Linked DNA regions of Oryzias latipes: region 1 is linked to region 2. A link is a contact called in public Hi-C data. All regions are on one chromosome and are shown on one strand. The core of a region is the stretch at or near the end of the contact, and the rest is flanking DNA. Distances in the headings are between cores, read along the strand shown. Region 1 overlaps LOC101169180 (nucleolar protein 4-like). Region 2 overlaps LOC101169180 (nucleolar protein 4-like).

The links. Hi-C and Micro-C count contacts between places; a contact is called where the count stands out from the background.
Region 1: a Hi-C map of embryo shows a contact between it and region 2, with 1.8 times the contacts expected there. The contact joins two enhancer-like sites. A contact is called at or near these places in 3 of 5 Hi-C or Micro-C datasets (all in embryo).

The regions. Positions count from the first base shown.
Region 1 is chr7:29,796,438-29,803,241 of ASM223467v1, forward strand. All of the region lies in intron 4 of LOC101169180 (nucleolar protein 4-like), which reads right to left. Among protein-coding and RNA genes, the nearest start is that of LOC111947680, 26 kb to the right of the region's middle. Within about 2 kb of position 2,159, at least 5 of the 8 cell types and tissues checked have an H3K27ac peak or open chromatin away from gene starts, as enhancers often do. A contact at or near this core is called in embryo, where this site is marked.
Region 2 is chr7:29,724,123-29,731,306 of ASM223467v1, forward strand. LOC101169180 (nucleolar protein 4-like) reads right to left here. Exons shown (of 11, transcript XM_023957018.1): 11 at 1,912-6,150. The coding sequence ends at 5,918. Among protein-coding and RNA genes, the nearest start is that of LOC101169425, 8.8 kb to the left of the region's middle. Within about 2 kb of position 4,044, at least 4 of the 8 cell types and tissues checked have an H3K27ac peak or open chromatin away from gene starts, as enhancers often do. A contact at or near this core is called in embryo, where this site is marked.

The sequences.
Region 1 (6,804 bases), core at 909-3,408, 70 kb after region 2:
AGAAATACTTAAAATGTGAAAAAATGTAAGTCAGGGGAAAAAAAGTTGAGTTAAATAATGTGGCGTGGAGAAGCGATAACGCTTTTCCAAAGTTTGGTACATCAGAGGAGGGGCGACACAGCAGCGCCAACAACAGACGCTGTGTTGGAGCGTGACCATAACCTCTGTCACAAAGCCCCGCCCCCACCTGAAGTTAAGGGGAGTGCTGAAAACATCAATTCTGGATTAAAACTAAACATGAAAGTGAGGAAGAAGAGAAATGAAAAACCAAAATACAGAACAGAAGCTGTTAGAAGCATTCATTATTTGGTAACAGTTTTTTTTCCTTTAATTCAGATTTTTAGTTTTTCTTCGAATTTAAAATCTACGCCCAATTTTTAAAGCATTTTTTTTCATATTTCCTTTTGGATTACAATGTGTATTTTGAGTTTAAACCTTTTTTAATTTTCAGGTTTTTTTTTATTACTAATGTCTATTTTTTACATTTGCAGTCTGGTTTTTCATCCACTTTAAACTGATCCTGATTTGACCCCATAGAAATGTTTATGTCTTGTGCTTCTGTTGAAAAAGGAAAGTCACCTCTCGTTTGTGTTTCCTGTTGTTTTAATTGAGTTAAAGTTTGTAAAACAGTCTTTAATCCAAAAAATAAAGAAACAGGACCAGAGCAGTAAATAAGTAAAATGGATGGACCTTTTCCCACTAGAAGTGATCTGAAGTGATTTGGGGGATTTTTCGGCCTGTGATGTTTGGGTTTTTGTTGAAGGTGGGTCCTTAGTTCCAAACATGGAAGACATCTGGATGATTCACCTGTTTATGCCTGGAAGTGGAAGCGCCTACAAATTGTGGGATTTCTATGCCTGCAGGTTGCTGCGGTACCTCTGGTCAAAACCAGTTTGTGTAACATTGATTGTCTAAAGCTGGAACACATGTCAACACATCCTGTTTGACTAGAGACACTTTAGCCAGACCGTATCCACATGAGCCAGAGGAGGAACCTGGCTGAATGTGCCAGAAAACGTTTTTTAAAATGTCTCCGCACCGCGTCTGCATCCAAACAGCAGCGCGGGTCCAGCGCGCAGAGCGCAGCGCGCAGCCCTGCTCCACGCGGCTGCGGGAGCGGCCAGCTTCAACGCCGCAGGTCATCCTGCTGGAGGCCGGAGCTCCAATCTGCGGGGCTGCGTGCGCACATTCCGCAGCAGCCACCCATCAGCACGCACGCCGCGCGTGCGCCCGTCAATTAAGCTGTGACATGCGCGCACGCGACCACACTGGCCTTCTGCCACCCATAACGAGCAGTAGAGACCCGCAGGACGCGGCACCGCTGGAGCCACGCGCGCCCGGACGGTGCGCGTGCGCAAGTGCAGCAACACAATTCGATGTGATCCAACAAGAGAGTCGACAGCCACGAGCCAAAGTTCCCGTGCGCGCCCCATCCCCTCCTCCTCCTCCTCCTCCTCCCCGCTGAGGAGAGCAAGGTGGAAAACACTGATGCAGGAAGGATGGACGCACGCGGACGGACGCCTCCTTACCTTCAGTCGCGCCTGATCACAACCATGAACGTCCGCCGCCTCGCGCTCCACCGTCCCCCGCGCTATTCACTCGTCCGCCCCGGTTTCCCCGGTTTCTTTATTCTGAAGGGCAGACCCCGCTGCTGCATGAAGGCAGGAGTGAGATCACGCAGCGGGACCTCAAGACTCCGAGCCAGCCGGTGGGCGGGGCCACGACTGCTGACATCACAGGCCGCGAGCGAGGCGGACAGGGAGAGAGGGAGCAGGGCTCATCACTGTGGGTCCAGGCTGGACAAATCCACGGAAAACAATGAGATCCACGAGGCGAGTCTGAGGAGGACGCGGGTCCGTGAGCAGCTTCTGCCTGCTGGACCCTCTGAGCTCATCAGAGACACCAGAGCACAGACAGAATGGGGAGAAATGGGTTTCAGGAAGGGGACAGAAAACCCTTTTAGGGATTTGTGCTGAAAAATATCCCCTCCCCAAATTTACCTCCTTTTCCTCAGTTCAGTGGTGATGTCGGGTTTTCTGTGGAAGCGTCACAGGCACCCGAAAACACCTCAGGTGTCATTCCAGTAACACACTGACCTTTACTCTCCCTCCCCAAAGACAGACACACAACCAACACACATATTCCAGAAGCTTTAGTGTCTCAATGTGTGTGCGTGTGAGCAGTACTATACGAAACAAACCTGCCATCTATAGGCAGAGGGCGAGAGGCGTCAGGCAACATGACGAAAGGCTGATTTCACTGAAAAGCTGCTCTCTGACTGCTGCCAAAGCCTACAGCCTGCAGTCTTCCTCCTCATCTCATCTGTGGATACAGTCTGCAAAAAGGTGCAGTTCAGACTCACAATCCTGCACTAACCCTACTGTTCTGGTGGTTCATGTCACATGAGTGGATTAAAGAGCACATGGCTCTTTGTTCTGGTGTAATGTTCACTGAGAGTCATTTTCAGTGCAGGTTTGATGCCAGCTCCATAGGAAAAAAAGAATGAAATGCAGAGAGGATCCTCCAAAGATGCACGGATGAGGCTGACTGGCAGAGCACAGGGGAATTACCCCTCCTCTCCTGATTCTGGCTGTTTCTTTATCATTAGACAGTGCTCGACCCAGGAGTAGGGCAGATGGTCAGAGGATGAGGGGCGCTAAAGGTCATGCCCCTGGTGAAAACACCCACCCACACCGCTTTAAACTAAGACGGGATTAACAAGCACTTTATTTGTGACAGCAAAAACTTCATAGCCAACACATGCGGTGTTCTTCACAGGAAGTCTGTGTGACCTCCGCTGCAAACATTTGGCTGTTTCTGTGTTGGTTTTTAATCAGCTTAAACCAATTTTATGACTGGAATCAGAATGAACACGTCATCCATGTTTTTGAAAGCTTGTCGTGGCTTTTCAGCGTCAGACCTGTACCTGGATGCAGGTATTTTATGTGCTCTGAATCTTTAAAGTAATGATAATAGTTTTTTTAAAGCCCCAATCCAATAAAAATTGTGTTTTGAGTGTTTTTGACCAGTTCTTGAGGTATTTTTCTGTTAAAGGACATTTATAAAGCAAATTCAGAATAAAATTGTATTTCTAAGTATTTATTTAATCCTTGTAAATCAGGAGCAGAATGCCGAAAATGAAAATGCAGTGTACAGAAAAATGCAGTTTGAGATAGCTTGTAGTTGTTACACAACAAACTACAATCAGCAGGTTACAAGCTCCCTGCTCTGCTCCATTCTGATCATCCACCTGCAGACAAAAAGATCCATGAACGTCTTTGTTTTCCTCTGAGCTGGAATCTGGATCAGAACTGTACGTCTGAATAGATCTGATGTTGCTGCCATTTTTGTTGCACGGCTAATGTCAGGTTGGGGTTGTGAGGGGCTGTAAACTAGGCAGAGAGCATGTAAACAAATGGATTATGGGAATTAAGCAGGGGCAAACTGCTGCACCAACAGTCCTGCCTACAACTCAGAGCGGAATTTCTAATCAACTTTGCCGCTCTGCAGAAAGGATGTCCTAAAGAACAACACAGATTTTTCGTATGTGGGCTAAAAATGACATGATCATTATTAAAAGAGCACTGGGAACACTGTGACAAAAGATCAAAAGATGATTGAGTAGAACTTTAATGCATGATCTCCAACCCCAAAGCAGTTGAAGACTGTTAGGCCTCCAGAGGAAAAAAAAACACAACCTACAACCTACGTTTTACTTCTAATCTGCTTCCAATGGAGGTTTTATTTAAGAAAATTACTGGATTATCTATGCCACATCCGACTCATTCTAGAGGCAAGTGAAGTCAGAAATACACCTACTACTGTCTTAAAGCGACTGCAAACTAAAAGGTTTTTTTAGAAGGTTTCTGTTGGCAGATAAGATTGATGGTCGGAAGATGCTGAGATTGGCTTCTGATGTTTTTCAGCTTCCACTTTGACAGTTATGGGTTAAGAGAAAAGCTATAAGACATCTTAATGGTTCCTACTGGAGATCTAGCGTACAAATAAAGTTTAAACCAGCTGCAGATATTTTAATGAAGGCTTTTTAAGAAGATAAACATTTCTTTTTTTTTTTTGACCGTTTTTCCCTTGCCAGAGCCTATCCCGGCCACTTGTGGGCGAAGGCAGGGGACAGCCTGGACAGGTCGCCAGTCTGTCGCAGGGTAGAATGTCCACAAACACACACCCATTCACTCTCACAGTTACACCTATGGTCAATTTAGAGTTGCTAATTAACCTATGAAGCATGTTTTTGGGACGGTGGGAGGAAGTCGGAGATCCCGGAGAAAACCCACGCATGCACGGGGAGAACATGCAAACTCCACACAGAAAGGTCCCCCATTGATGTTGTGTTTTTCATGTCCCCCAGCCGGGACTTGAACCGGGGGCCTTCTTGCTGTGAGGTAAGAGCGCTAACCACTGCGCCACCGTGCAGCCACGAAGATAAACTTTACCCTCAAAAAAAAAAAAAAAAAAAGGCCTTAAACCGGTGCGTGACCCCAAAAACGGTTTGTAAGAGGTCACTGGTGTTAGCGTGAGCATGATGTGAGCCAACTTGATGAGCTCACATCATGATTTAAAAACAAAGAGACATCGTGAGGAGAGAAGAAGGTACGCTGTTATGTTTAACAGGAAACCTCTTTTTTTGAAACTACTGGAGCACCAGACCCACACTCCAGACCTAGACTATCACACACAGCGGAGCCTGTAGCTTAGTGAATCTGTGTGTTATCTCACGTGAAGACAGAACTGATCGTTTCTGAATCCACTGAACCATCTGTGAGCACAGTGACTGAGCACAGTGACACATTTTGGCAAATTTCCTCTTTCTTCATTTACAGTCTTCCATCGCAAAAGGCTCTATGCTTATTAACATGGGACCATTTAGCTTTGACAGCATGAAGGAGCAGAAACATAAGGCTTCTGCGCAGAGCAGCTACCGCTGACACAGCAAATACAGGAGTAAGGATCGTTTAAAATCATATTTTCATTTGCTCCAAATGTCAGAGGTCTTCTCTGAATCTACTCAACAAAAAACATTGCCAGAATCAGAATTCAGTCATCAAAGACTATACTCAGAGATCGATGTAACTAACAGCTTTTGTAACGTAATGCCTCTTCAGAGATAGTTTGGTGAAATTGTAATGTTTTTGTCCCTGCTGCAGAAAACACAAGACTGCTGGTCTATTCGTTCTGAGACTCATGGTTGTCATGATTTGCAGATGTAACTTCAGTAGATGCAATCAAACGCATGTTATTTACAATAAAAAACAATAACTGAATCTCCTCTTTATTTCACCTCATTTTTATTTCACCCCAAGGTCAGATCGTTTCCGCCCTTATGTGTAATTTGATATTTGAATGGAAAGATTTCCAGCCTCATGCAACCAAACAGGGGTGACAATCTTCCAGTTCAAACCTGGTAAGGCTAACAATGTTAAAGTGTTACAATAACAACAGGTCAAAGGCTTGTGTGTATGCTGTTTTTAACCCACTAAGATGGAGATGTCTCTGACATACTGTAACTATTTAACCATTTATACAATCAACAGGAATCTGCTGATTCTGTCGCAGAGAAAAGTGGTTTTTCATACCGGCTTGCACCAATATACAACACATTATCAACGCAAAGGACTGCATAAACCCGCAAAGCACTTCACTGCTGCAGTGTTCCATGTCAGGAAAGGCTGCATTTCCATAACAATTATTTGCTAATAGGCTGCTAGAAATTAGAAGCTGGGGAAAGTATGGTGCACTGGAGTTCTGTCCACTATTTTCATCTATTTCTCCTCTCCTCTATTCTCGATCATTTATTTATCATTTAGCTCTCTATGCCTCTGGTTGGTACAATGCGATTGTCCCTCAGAAGGATTCCGTAATTAAGTTGTTTTTCTGCTTATCCAGATTCCATGCTCCTGTACTTGGCTGTGGATCCTTCCTCTGGCTCGTCTCGCACCCCCAGCCCCACCCCAGTTGTAGAGTTAGATAAGCTAATTTTTTTTCTGAGTTCTGGTACATCGCCTGTCAGTCCTGGGGGAGGATCCCTCTTTCATGTGGAGGTTTCTTCTTTTTTTTCCCCAGAATCTGTTATTTATTTATTTTTTGGAGCTTTTCCTTAAGCGCAGTTTAGCTTAGTCCGTTTAGTTTAGTTTAGCAAGTCTTTTAATACAATACGATAACTGGTATGAAGCTCATTGAGACGCCTAGGTAAGCCTAGGTATCATAAATCTTGTGATATTTTTCTGATATTCATTGAGACTAATAAATTGATCATTCTTGTTTTTCTTTTTCCTTTCTTGAACGACTGTGGGTCACAGAGACATGGAAGTAACCGCTGAAAGCTGCTGTTGGGGCTTTTGCGGCCGGACGGAGAGCATATCCATGTTTATGAATGGCATATGACGTGAATAATTATTTCGTTCGCACGACTTAATTATTTCGAGGGAACGGAATATTATCTTGTGGGAACGAGATATTAATCTGTGGGAACGAGATATATTTTAGTTTTTTAATGTCAGGACACGGGCTCCGTACAATCCAAACCAGAAGCAAAGAAAAAAAACTGGACTGTAATTTTAACTTCATACAGGCCAGTCCGTGAAAATACTGTTTGACATTAAACCGGTCGGTGACCTAGAGAACATTTGACTCAACACTGATCAAGAATCAAGATACCTTATAAACAAACTATTCAGCAGCTGAAAACCCTGAGATTCAAACACCAAGATCCCATTAAGTCAGAATGTCAACACCCAGATTAGAGTGTGAGACATGCAGAATTACAAAAATACCAATGTCACATCT
Region 2 (7,184 bases), core at 2,794-5,293:
CTTTTCCGTCCGGTCCAACACAAAAGATTTTCAAATACTATTAAAATGAATAAAGTTTGGCCTCGATTACAAAAGGTGTTTATTCAGACATACCTCTGGTTTGTCAGAAAATTCAGAACCCCTGTTGTTAAAGTAAAATATGTCCAACACAAGAGGCCTTCAGCTCTCACCTGTTTGCCCAGCTGTTGGACAGGACAAGTTAAAAAAAAGTGTTGATACATTTTCTTAATCTTAAGGCTGACATTTTCGTTAAATAGGTATCAGAAATTCTTTGCAAATGAGTCATGGACATTCAGGCCTAAACTTGTAAAGAAATCTCTCTTGGGGAGGAAAAAGAAACATTATTGTTAGTATTTTTTAGTTTCAGCAGAAAGACGTTTAGTTTTTCCTCGTTTTAGAATCCTGAGAATCAGAGGACACGTGTGGAAAATTCCACACAAGCAAACCTGGACGTCAAATTTTTTCACATTTTAGGTAGTAAAGTTTTTCCCTTCGGGCAAACTTTAGAAAAGTAAAAAAGTGTCATTTTGTGCCAAAACCACTGTCATCCTTTGACTTAGTTCATATGAAACCAGGAAGAGATGTGCCAGAATTAATGCAGTGCAGTGTGGGAAGAAACAGGCATTTCATCTTTTGCTGATTTTGTAGGTTTGCCCACCTAAAAAGAAACTGTCTGGGTGTCATCCTGAAGGTGTGTTCAATTGAAAAGTGAAAAGGATTGTGTTTAAAAAATGATCTAGTTTTTCACATTTTTATGCAACCTTTTTGTTCAACCCATGGAATAAAAGCTGAAAGTCTGCACTTCAATGGCATCTGAGTGGTTTTATTTCAAATTCACTGTGGTAATGTACATAAACTAAATTAGAAAGAATGTTTATCTGTCCAAATATTTCTGGTCCTGACTGTATTTCCCTTATCAAAATACAAATAAATGTCTAAAAATTCTTGATTTTACCTTTCACTTTTCAATCAAACACACCTTCAGGATGACACTCAGACAGTTTCTTGTTAAGTGGGCAAACCTACAAAATCAGCAAGAGATGAAATGCCTGTTTCTTCCCACACTGCCCTGCATTAATACTGGCACATCTCTTCCTGTTTTCATATGAACTAAGTCAAAGGATGACAGTGGTTTTGGCACAAAACGACACTTTCTTACTTTAGATATTGTAGATATTTGAACCCTCTTGGCATTCAGACTAAACTCTTAACATCACAGAGGTCAGATGTTTCTTGTATCTCACGATCAGGTTTCTGCACATATAAGGAGGAATTCTGGTCCACTCTTCAAATGGTTTCTAAATCATTCAGACTCTGAGCGTCAGCCTTCTGCCCAGGTTTTCTATAGGATTGAGGTCCGGAGTCTGGCTGGACTGCTCCACGATCACGATAGGATTCTTGCGCCATCCCTTGGTTGTCTGGCCTAATGGAAACTCCACCAGGTCAGATCTGGTTTGGAGCCCCCGACCTAAAACATGGATTGTTGGTCATGTTGCATCAGCAGTTGTCACCTCAACCCTCCAGCTTCTTGCTGATGGTTCTGTAGTCCATTCTGCTCTAGTTCAGGTTAACAATCTTCTCCCTGAAATCCGCTCACACCTCTTTAGTCTTTCCCATGCTGGACAGTCTGGACTCTGATGGACTGATCCTGTGGACAGGTGTCTTTTCTCCAGGTGATTAGTTCAAACAGCAGGTTGATTAGGAGAGTCTACCCGTCTATCTGTGTGAAGCAGAACTCTGAATGGTTACTAGGGGATCAAATACATGAATACAAATTATTTATTGTGGATTTCTTGTTTTTTTTAAAAAAGATTTTATCTCTTGCCGTTCAACTGAACCAACCGTCAATTTTCTTTTAAAGTGGGCAAACCTATAAAATCTGTACCTGCTGAATAATGGGGAGAGGCCGGGTTGATAGATAGCACACAGTTTTATTAGTATATTTAGCTTTGTGATGTACAGCTGGGGGGGGGGGGGGGGGGACAAAAAATGAGAACAAACATAAATATTCACAATTTCTGTTTCACTGTTAAGCCCAGACACACGATGGCTTCTGCGGTGAGATCATACAAAACTAAGCTGCGCCGCTGCGTCTTTGAGTTTCTTGTCACAGAGCGGAGTCACGGCTGGACGAAGCAAACACAAACGCTCAACTAACAAAACAAAAAAAACAAAGCTTTTTCCTCAGTCTTCTGGCATATATTAACGTTTTCCTAAAGGAGGACGCACAGAACTAGACGATAAAAAAATATTCACAGTAAAGATCTGAATGAATCAATAAATAGAAAAACAAAGAACGCGGTTTCAAAGAGGGGGAACGGGGAACTTTACTTGGATCTGATTTTACAAAAGTGGCGTCCCTTTTTCCTGAGCTAAACATTTGTCATCTGCGCTTTAATGTTTGCTAAATATACTAACAGACGGAGAGCCTGCAGGCTCCGCAATGGCTTATCATTCACTGAGGACTCCTCTCCACTGGTGGAGGGCCTGCGCCCCACTGTCATTTACCGGGCTGTGCAGTGGTTCCGAAATCCCGGGTTAGCTCCCACTGGGTCACATAGACCCGCTGCCCTCCCCCCTACAGACTGTCTGGGGACAGGAATGCCCTACTGACCCCAACCTCAGCTGGGCGACAGTCCCTTTGCTGAGGAAACATCTTCGCTGCAGCAAACTGATTGATGGCTGCCAGCCGGTTGTATAAAAACCTCAACTGCAGCTGAGGCAGTGCAGTCAAAGAAACCCCCACCTGCACAGACAGGTGTTAGCGCGGAAACCACATGGGGGAGCGCAGTTCCGGGCCCTTCAGATCCCCAGGAGGAGGCAGGTGACGCGAGAACACGGGTGGAGCGGAAAAGAAACCAGTGGAAATGCAAAAATCTGTACATGTAAACATCACATTTCCAGCGAGTCGGATCCTGATGAAAGCACAGAACTCCAGAACCAAGTCCAGTCAAGTCTCACTCTCAGAACTGTAAATAAACCGGCCAAACTGACAGAACCTCAGCTCGGCAGACCAAAAGAAGAAGAACCTGACCGGCACCAAGCTGATCCACACAGCTTAAGACAGGAAAAAAGGTCAGGATTATCAATAAGAAGGAGCTTCTCACCTGAGGTCACAAGAAAAGGTGGGATTGAAGGAACAATTCACCATTTATAGACACTTTTCTTGCTCTGAAGTCCAAGACTGCAGATTCTGCAGAACTTCACAGTCCTGCAGGTTTTTGAAACCATTTTCCTCCTCAGACCTCTACTGGCTCATCTGGAAAAGAGGTTTCCTGAGAGTTTCTTCACACCGTTTGTTTGTCACCCTGACCTCTGAGCCTGTGAAGAAACCCCACCTCTGATCTCACTGTTCCGCTGTCAGAGTCAGGTCCAAGAACAGCTGCTGGAAGATGGGCGGTCAGGAATGTGAACACGTGGACTCCAGTGATGACACCGTTGGCTCATGAAGTTCAAAATCAAATTATTGTAGTCCCCATCAAAAGGAAGTTGATGCAAATGAGCAGAAGTGTGTGGGCAGTTAGTCAGGCTAGTGAAGGAGTTGCTAATGCAGGTAGAGGAGCTGTGATTATGACAGACGCGTGCTGCATCTGACCTTTCACCCCACTACAGATTGTCTTTTGCTGTTGTTTGCCCTGTTGGGTTGCTCTGCCGTGTCTCTTTGTGGTGTGCAGCTCTGCGGCTGCTGGAGCTCAACTGTGTCGGCTCCAGAAGTGGAAACGGTCCCAAGGTTTCATTCAGCTCCTGACAGGTTTCTATGGCTTCAAAAGCTGTAAAGACCCAAAGCTCTGCTTGCGTGGTTGGTGGGGGTTGGTTCACGCTACAGCACAGTTCATGAGCTCGGAGGAAAGGGATTCATCTGCAGCCGAACAAACAAGAACCGAAACTTTGACAGATCAAACGGGTAAGAGCCGGCAGGAGTCTGCAGCCGCTCCATGAGGGACGGACAGCAAAAGGCATGTGGGGCCTCCCCAGTGTCGCGTGTGCAGCAAACAGAGTCCACTGGCCGGTCGATGTAGACTCTCTGCCAAAACCCGCTCAGCTCTTCTAAAACACACAGAGGCGCGAGAGTCCAGGTCAGCTCACAGACGCAGGCCGCTGACTCAGCATAAAGAAGCGACTCAGAGAGACAGCAGCAGAGCTGAACGCGTCTGCGAGATAAGATTCACACGGAAGGACGTCACTGTGGAGCTGCAGCAGAAGACGCCCTTCATGTCTGACGCTCACGCTCCAAGGGCTCAGACTTTCCTTTGAGTCGACGCCTGTGGTCAGGATCAACAAGAGAAACATCAGAGAACGATGCATTTACGCCACACAAACTCCAAAAACATTCATCCGGATTTTACTGAAGAAGCCCAGATGAAAGACTTGTTGTGGAAAGAAAATGAACTCAAAGTCCTGCTAACAGGATGCTAAAGAACTAAAAATAAGTGAAAAAAACGCAAAACACTCAAGTCTAAAGAAAGTCTGAGTCCTTGGAGGAAAACTTTAGAAACCAAACACTGGAGCCTTCTGGTCCTGACAAGATGGAGCGGAGCGTTACACCAAGAGTGCACCCCCCCCTCCATGGACTATCCCAAAGATGAAAGCATCGGAAAAATTCCAAAAAAAGGACAAAGGCGATGCTGAGATGCACTGAGAACAGAAACAGAGCTCCATGGAGCAAGACAGAGACTCGAGCTGCTGCAGAGGCCACAGAGCGCGCTCACTTAGCCCACACTGGGGGAGCCGGGGGGGCCACTGTAGTCTGGTAATACAGCGTGCTGCAAGAAACAACCAGCTTTGTTGAGGTTTCCGGTCTATGGCAGAAGGTCCGCTTTTTCAATAGTAGCAGCAACATGAAAGTTCATTAGATTCATCATAGCTATAAGTACAGGAACAATATAAATAATGGCCGTTCAAATTTAACCAACAAACACAGAAAGACGAGGGACGGAGATTAGGTCCACACAAAAGATCTGAGGGGAGAAGGTCCAACCCAAACCCAGACGCCAAGGTCCTGCTGGACCAACACCCACCTTTGTAAAAAGAAGAGATGGGAAGAAAAACTCCCAGACACTTGAAAAACAGCCCTCCATTCCCACACACACACACACACACACTCACACACACTCGCACACATTTTCTCCCCCAAACACTCGCACCACCTTCTGCTCTGATTCTTCAAGTTTTCAAGATGGACTGGATATTTACAGCAGCACAAACCGCACAAACAGAGCAGCTGACAGTCTCCACATCAGCGTCCCAGCCGGACCCCCCACCAGGTCTGCAGGCCGCGATGACATCACACAAAGGTAAACTGGCTTTTGGAGGGAATGCTGGGACGAGCACAGACGGGGTTGGCAGGTCGGATTTGAGGTAATTCCTGGCGGTCACCATGGCGTTTTGGATGCATAAGTAGCGAGTTGCTCTTTGGGTGAAAGGAGTGAGGATCAGGAGGTTCCAGGTGAGCCTTCAGGTGAGGGGAAGGTGCTGAAAGACACAAAGAGCTTATGTACAGGCAAGCACAAAATGGTTTCTCTCCTTTTGCTAAATCAAACGTCTTTCGCTTCCTTTAAATCAAAGTCCGTACTAAGTGCCATCTTTCCAAAGGCCCGCCTACTTCTCTTGGTCGTGGCCAGAAGTCAGAAAAGAACGAAAAATTCAAAATAAAGTGTCTTTTCTTCTTTAAAGAAGTGGTTGAGAGAGTTCCCGTGTCAGTTCCTAATCTGTGATGACCATTCGGACACCTGTCAGTCTCCAGACGCTCAGTCTCCTCTTCCACACTCTGCTGCACTCCTCATCCTCCTCATCCTCCTCTCTGTCAGCTGCATCGAGGTTTGAGAGGAGCGGCTCCTGAAAGCTTTGATCTTTTCCTAAAGCGAGAAGGCTGTGTGAGTCTGCGTAGGTGTGTTAAAGGGGGCGGGGCCATTCCGCGTCAGTTCTGCTGCAGGATGAGGTTCTCCAGCTCATCAGCAGAGCGAAGCAGGAAGGCGGCAGACTCCCGGTATCCTGCGATCAGCTGCCTCACGGCTGTGATCTCTGGCTGGCTGAGCTGGGTCGAAGCTCCACCCCCTCCGCTGCCACGCCCACCCAGACTGTTGGTGGTGGAGGAAGGGGAGTTACTGATGTTGGCGGAGGAGAGGGACTTCATGCTGAGGTCTGTGGGACCTGGAGACAGAGAAAAGGCAGAATGAAGGAAAAGAGAAACACAGAAAGTGTACGATTTCCAAGATAGTTTCAGATTGTAACCAGAGGCAGGTGGAGTTTCTAAAACCTCAAGTAAAGATGTACCTTAAAATATTATTACTCAAGTAGACATAAAAAGTATGAACAGTTTCTGTGAATAAGAGTAAAAAAATGTTCAAAACTGTTCAAGTAGAGTAACAGTTAAACCTTTGAACAGCAGAGCTTTAGCTCCAGTGTTTACGTCCTTTCGACTAACGTTACTGTTTAACCCTTGTGCTACCTTAGATGACCCCACCCTTACATTGACGTGTTCTCCCTACCATGACAAAGGTGGATAAAGGTGGAAAGATTTCATGTAATCCATGGACACCAGTGAAGATCACAAATCATTGAAGAAAAAAGGTTCAGAGCTCTGTCTAGTGGGTCTAGATGACCCAACTCCCAACGTTAAAGTGCCTAGGATAGCACAAAGGCTACGCAATGAACAGCAGATATCCAACTCTTTCCGGTAGTGAAGTGTTCATGGGATCAACATCCATCAGCTGATTCTGTCGTAGACAAAAGCAGCTTTGCACTGATACGCAACGCTGTTCTTTGTAATGTGTTGCATGTTGGTGCAAATCCCAAATGAAAAGCTGCTTTTCTCCACATCACATTCAGCTGGTTGGTGCTGACCGCGTGAACGGTCAAACAGTTGAGTGTGTGCTAGATTTGTTGTAATTAAATCCTTCTGTATTTTCAAATGTTATAAATATGTATATTATTTTCATGAAAAAGTAACTTGTCCTATATTTACAATGAATTTGGATGTAAAATCAAACTAGAATTTAGCTTTATTCTAACCTAAAATGCTCATTTTTAATATCCAATAGTTAACCTTGCTTAGTAAAAATATTACACCAGATATTACACCAATATTAAATGACCATGGTATAAGCGGGTTAATGGCCTTCGAAGTGTGCGGTTACTACTTTTTAACGCACTTCGCGGAAGCAACCGTCCTCCGCTTCGTGTCG